Linked DNA regions of Pelodiscus sinensis: region 1 is linked to region 2. A link is a contact called in public Hi-C data. All regions are on one chromosome and are shown on one strand. The core of a region is the stretch at or near the end of the contact, and the rest is flanking DNA. Distances in the headings are between cores, read along the strand shown. Region 1 holds the start of LOC106732513 (mitochondrial import receptor subunit TOM6 homolog). Region 2 holds the start of CCND3 (cyclin D3).

What was found. A called contact is a pair of places that touch in the nucleus more often than the background predicts.
Region 1: a Hi-C map of an unstated tissue shows a contact between it and region 2, with 4 times the contacts expected there. The contact joins the promoter of LOC106732513 here to the promoter of CCND3 in region 2. A contact is called at or near these places in 3 of 5 Hi-C or Micro-C datasets (blood, liver and an unstated tissue).

Annotation. Positions count from the first base shown.
Region 1 is chr27:9,600,453-9,603,698 of ASM4963464v1, forward strand. LOC106732513 (mitochondrial import receptor subunit TOM6 homolog) reads right to left here and starts at 1,850. Exons shown (of 3, transcript XM_075910357.1): 1 at 1,691-1,850; 2 at 559-664. The coding sequence starts at 1,812. The coding sequence ends at 568.
Region 2 is chr27:9,415,580-9,418,846 of ASM4963464v1, forward strand. It overlaps CCND3 (cyclin D3), which reads left to right and starts at 1,251. Exons shown (of 5, transcript XM_075910084.1): 1 at 1,251-1,523.

The DNA of each region.
Region 1 (3,246 bases), core at 600-3,099, 190 kb after region 2:
TAATTGCACCATAAGTGGCACTGTACAAAGACAAGAGCCCTATCCTGAGGCCTTGGCCAAAAAAAGTAGGAGTGAGCAAATCACACTAGTATAGTTTCAGCAAAGCCAGTGTGAAAAGGAGGCACTCAATCCACAGGAAGTGGGAAGCAGCTGATCACCCCAAAGGCTAGCATAAAGCAGTGGAGGGGGAACATCTACAAAGGAAATGGACACATTTATGCAAGTCTTTGAAACTGAGATAGTAGCTGCACAAGAGAATTCTTTAAAAGGTCCAAGGCCTCTAAGTCAGTTATACCTTCCATATACCTCCTCCTCAAAACCTAGGAACTGCACTTCTAGGATCCATTGCATGGATCTCATCAAACTTTTGAATAGTCAGGTAGGACTTGACTACAGCCATTTTTTTTTCTCATGTGGAAGACCATGTACTGCAGTCTTCTAATGGCTTCCCATATCCATTACTGCCCTTTTATCCAAATTCTTAATTGATTAGTTTGTCCCCTTTTGTTGTTCAAATAATAAGGTTGTATTACTACACCTTTACAATGTCATACTTACTGGTAATTGCTATGCAACTGGTGGAGGAGACATCAAATCAATGTCTGTTAAGTTTCGGGCTACCCAGACTCCGGCAGCAAAAAGTCCAACGTTGACTATGAGGTTTCTGAAAAATACAGAGCCAGTTAGATTTGTTGAACGTGGTGTTGTCCAGTCTACAATGAAGTATTTATCTAGAATACTAACTGTAAATGTACAGCAACACTTTCAGCACTGACTGCTTTAAAACAATAACCAATATTAGATCTCATTGCCAAACATACACTATAGCTGGATGAAGCAACAATTTCAGTTTTGAGGGAGAGGAATTTCCCGGTTTTTGTTGCCTTCTCAGGACTTCTATTCAGAAACATTCTGGCTATGCCTAGACTGGCATGACTTTCCACAAATGCTTTTAACAGAAAAGTCTCCCATTAAGAGCATTTGCGGAAAAGAGCATCTAGATTGGCATGGATGCTTTACTGCAAAAGCATCCATGGCCAATCTAGAAGCGCTTTTGCGCAAAAAAGCCCCGATCACCATGTTCGCGATCGGGGCTTTTTTACGCAAAACAAATCTGAGCTGCCTACACTGGCCCTTTTGCGCAAAAGGACTTTTGCATGCAGGAGCAGCATCGTATTTCCACAAGAAGCACTGATTTCTAACATGAGAGCGTCAGTGTTCTTGCGGAAATTCAAGTGGCCAGTGTAGACAGCTGGCAAGTTTTTGCAGAAAAGCAGCTGCCAGTCTAGACCCAGCCTCTGTGTTTCCCGTTTCATCCCCTATTCAGGACACGATCGGTGTGGAAACAGGATTTTGCCTGAATTCTTGTTTTCCCCGCCTCTCCCGAGGTAACCATGTGCTGCCCCACTTCAGGCAAGCAGCATTATGCCTGGGGGGAGGGAGGGATACCAGCAGGCTCGGAGCTTTTCACATGCCATGGAGGCGGGTCAGAGCAGACAGACACATGCAGCGAACAGGGTTTAAATAGCCGCGGGAGCGGGCCCCTAGCAGTGGGGGAGGGAAGGACCCGCCCTTCTCCGCCCCCCACATCCCGGTCACGGCCCCAGGGGCGCGTGGCCTCCCCGCCGCGGGGGGGCTGTCACGGTCCCGGGGGGGGTCTCTCCCAAGCAGCCCGCCCCCCCGGGGGCACCTGCGGAAGTCGTTCCTGTCGGCGGCGAAGCGGAAGGCGCCCCGCAACCAGTCCCGCAGCCGCTGCCGGGGGGACCCGGGGCTCCGGCTGTCGCTGCCTCCCGCCTGCCCGCCCGGCGCCATGGCTGCTCCGCGTGGGAGCGAGGGGCGGAGATAAAGCGTCACATCCTGTCAGGGCGCGGTCTCAGCACGTCACTTCCGTCAAGGAGGCCGACGCGGGAAAAGCGGCGTGCGAGCGCGTGGCGGCCTGGGGCCTGACCGCATGCGCAGTGGCCCTGCAGGCGCCGCCTTCGGAATACTCGGCCCTTCAGGCGCGTTCCCTGAGCAGAGCGCGAGCCTTGGGCACAGGGCAGAGTGATGTGCAACATGCAAGTGCCTGCTCGTGCAATCCCAGGGTGCAGAACAACAGACCCCGTGCAATACCCCATGTGCAACATCACAGTGTGCACGTGCCCATGCAATCCCAGTGTGCCGAGTACCAGGCCCCGTGCAATGTCACAATGTGCAAGTGCCCGTGCAATCCTAGTGTGCCGAGTGCCAGGCCCCGTGCAACACTCTGGCTGTGTCTAGAGACTGGCAAGTTTTTCCGCAAAATCATCTGATTTTGCAGAAAAACTTGCCAGTTGTCTACACTGGCCACTTGAATTTCCGGAAAAGCACTGACGATCTCCTGTAAAATCATCAGTGCTTTTCCGGAAATACTATGCTGCTCCCATTTGAGCAAAAGTCTTTTTCCAAAAGACATTTGCACGAAAGGGCCAGTGTAGACAGCATAGTACTGTTTTCCGCAAAAAAGCCCCAATCACAAAAAAGGAGATCCTGCCAATCTAGACACGCTTTTCTGAAAATGCTTTTAACGGAAAACTTTTCCGTTAAAAGCATTTTTGGAAATTCATGCCAGTGTAGACGCAGCCTCCGTGTGCAACATCACAACATGCAAGTGCCTATGCAATCCCCTTGTGAATTCTCCGTATGGTGCATTGTGGGATGGCTTTGGAGAGCCAGAAACAGTTGCTGTGAGCAATGCAGTATCTACACAGCCTCTGCTTTTACATCACTACGTTGTCTGTGCCTCTTGGGGCGGTGGAGTGATTAAGGCGCTAGCGGGTAAGTTATATCGGTGGGAGCAAAATTTGAGTGTCGCTATTTACGTCATTAAGTCAACACAGGGTGCCCGACAGCCTTCGCCAGGGTTCTGGCAGTGATTTAAAGGCTTGGGGCTCCAGCCGCTGCCACTGAAGAGGTGGCGGTGTCCAGGAGTCCTGGGACCTTTTAAATTGCTGGGAGGGGGACGGGTGTCGTTCCCCACCCCACCCCGCACCTCATCAACAGGCCTGGGTCCACATAAGCTGCTTCATGTAAAGCTAACTCTGCAGCACAGACGAGGACTCAGACTGAGCATCCCGCCCAGGATGTAAGGGACACTTCTATTTGCAATAACTCCCAGACACCCCATTTAAGTAATGCTATCATCACCCTCCTCACCCACTATGGTACCCAGAACCACGTGTGTCAAGCCATACATGGGCACAAAGCCTTCTGTCCCCGAGCCACGGA
Region 2 (3,267 bases), core at 1-2,500:
TCTTAGGGGGTGGAATTTGCAAGAGCATCTTTAATTTATTTTTCCTGCCCAAGCCTGGCCGGCCTCCAGAAGACAGGGCTTTGTGTGAGACTGGCCCAGCGCATGACTGAAAAATTCTTCTCTCCATTGCTTCTCCCAAGAAGCAGTTTGTCAGATTGCTGTGTCCCCAAGATCTACCCCCAAATGTGTTAAAGAGCCACTCAGTCTGTATGCTAGCCAATGGCACAAGGGCTGCCAGACAATGTTCCCTCTAATCTTTCCCATTCACGTGTGGATTTTTTCTGTCCAAGTGCAGAACAAATTTTCTGTGTGCACCGAAGCCCATAGAAACTATGGGCACTCTGCTAATCAGCTGGGCAGCATTTGAATCTCTCCGGAGTGGCCGCACAAACACACAGCTTACAGGGAGCACTGCTGCTAGAAAGTGGTACGGTGCAAGAGATGAGGTGCCTGCCTACACAAAGAAACTATCTATTCTCCCTAACTGCAGTCCAATTGAAAGGACGCTCATGAAAAAAGAGCTCTATGCTTTTGTGAGATAAGGGGTCAATAGTTGAGTTGTCCTTCAGAGAAGGAACCTGGTATGTTAGGTTGTAAAGAACTGACATTGCTGTTAGCCCTGTTAATGCCAATCCAGGACTTATTTCACCCTAGCTAATCATTTCATTTCTTTACCACTTTGGCGACCACAATACAATGTCTGACGTTTACTCAGAACCCTTCATCTTAAAGGATCCAAATGCAATTGCAAACTTAGATACAGGGATCTCCTCACCCATCACTGAAATTCAACCGCTGCAGGGCTGGGACCTGTCTGGACACTGTATCCAGTTGAAATTGCAGGGGGGAATTATGGTACTGTAGATGAGAGCATTATTACTTGAATTTAGAATTTCCCCATGCCACCCTGTCATTATGAAAAGTGCTATGGGGTATGATGGCTATTTAGAGTCAAGACCTAAGTCTCTGCCAAAAATACAATGCTTCTGAGTTTGTATCCAACAAATGGAAAATTTGAATGTACAAAAATGTCTCTTGTCAAGCTCATATGAAAACCTAAATCACTTGGGTTGCGTGAAATATTCTTCAGGTTGTTTCTCAGTACGCAGTGCTTCTTGAGCAAGCTTCAATTTCCCTTTTAGGGTGTTCAGCTCTTGTGATCAAATCTTTGGTGAAGTCGGTTGTGTGCTTCAGAAACTATAGAACAGGAAGCCCCCCTCCTACAGCTCCCACCTCTTGTTTCCTGTGTAACTACATATGCGTGGGGAGAGAAAGCATCTTAGGAACCAATAACCATATTGCAAAAAAAGAAATGTAAACAACAGCTGCCACGCTGGAAATTAAAGGTCCTGATCTCGGTCAATTCAGATTGCAATGCAGCTTCCACGTAGCGCTGTTTTTTTCAGCAGCGATGGTAGCGAAAACAGCAACCCATGGAAAAAGAAGGGGGTGGAGGAGAGGAGAGACTGGATTGTTGAAAGGAAACGTGCCCCGTGAAGCTAATTTATTCATCATCAACAAAGGTAGGAGGCAATTTAGTTGTATTTTCATGGTAAATTGTAGATTGAAAAGGTGAAAGAGAAAGAGAGAGAGATCATGTCATAAGCAACAAAGGAAGAGGAAAAATTAGTTCCCAAGAGGTTGGTTGAACATAAGAATCTTGAAGACACTTCAGAGTAGGTGCTTTAGAGGGAGTGATTGTTTATTGGAAGTAGATCTTAGTGCCGGGTTCATTGTGTGTGTGTATATATATATAGCCACTTGTTGTGCAGTACCCTACAAACCTGTGACACAGTAACTTCTGTAGCCCCAGGCCAGTGTGTGTTTTTTTGCCAGACCTGCTGGAATGGAGGTGTAGAAGATTTTTTGCCTATTGGTGAGCTAAGAGATGTCTGTGTCTTCTTGCAAAAGACATGGTGTGATTTTCACCGATGTCGAGTTCCTGCATCTTGTAACTGGAGTTGCAGTGGCTCAGTACTTCTGAGAAGCAGGACTTGTGGGAAGAACAAGTGCTAGTGAAATCCACGGGTTAACCCTTGGCATGGATCTGATCCAGTTTAGGTGAAAAGGGGAAGGAGCGCTTCAGGTAATCAGGCTTGAAAACCTCAACTCACTGCTATTGCCTGAAGCTAAATTACGGGGCCAGACTTAGACAGCAATATTTATAAAAATAATAGCTGACTCTCAAACCAAGATGCAATATGTATGCATACCTAGTATCTACCACTAGCACTGCGCACCTGAATTCATATATGCACCTTGGCTTATGTGATTCTTAACATGGCATGTCTGAATCCATAATTGTAGCTTGACATACCCGATAGCAATTCATAACATGGAACAGCTGGTACCAGCTGCAAAGTGGCATACCTGAATCCATAGCAAGAAAGTGACACAACTCTGTGGTGCCCTGATGTTAATTCACTGCGTGTCATGTATCTGCCAAGCTTGGGATACCATGATGTGAAACCCAGGGTAGGAATGGATGTGAAATGTGAATATGGTGATGGCTGAGAGAACATATCAGCATCAAGCACCACACCAGAGCAGTGAACAGTGGTGCATTTATGCTGTGTAACTACATCAACAGTCTCTAAGTCGAGGCAAGAGAGCCTATGAAAAAGAGTTCAACTTCTCCTTACCCTTAGAGCATGAGGACCAAAAACTCAGGCATTCAACTGGAGCACTTGTGAGGGATAAGCAGGTGGTAGCACAGTACGTAGTGAGGGAGTATTATCTAGTAGTTAGAGCCTAGGACATATTTCCACCTCTGTCACTCATTCACTTGGGGTGCATCTACTCTTAGCTCAAAATAAGCTACGCAATTTGAGCTACACAAATTGCATAGTTTATTTCGAGTGTATTTCGAGATAGCACCAAATTATGAAATAAACTATCTACACAGCACCAAATTTCAAAGTAATCCTTGTGGAATGAGGTTTACAGGGATGTTGGAATAGCATGCCCATTATTTTGAAAGATATTTTGAAATAATGGGCATGCTGTCAAGACGTGGAATAGCTATTTCGGGATACCGGAAGTATCCCGAAATAGTGCCACAGTGTGCACGTACCCCTGGTGACTTTAGGCACGGGACTGTTGTGTATGAGCTTCACAGAATCATAGAATTATAGGGCTGGAAGAGACCTCAAGGGGTCATCAAGTCCAGCTGCCTGCCCAAAGCAGGACCAACCCCAACTAAATCATCCCAGCCAGGGCTTTGTCAAGCCGGGACTTAAAAACCTCCAGGGATGGAGATTCTACCCC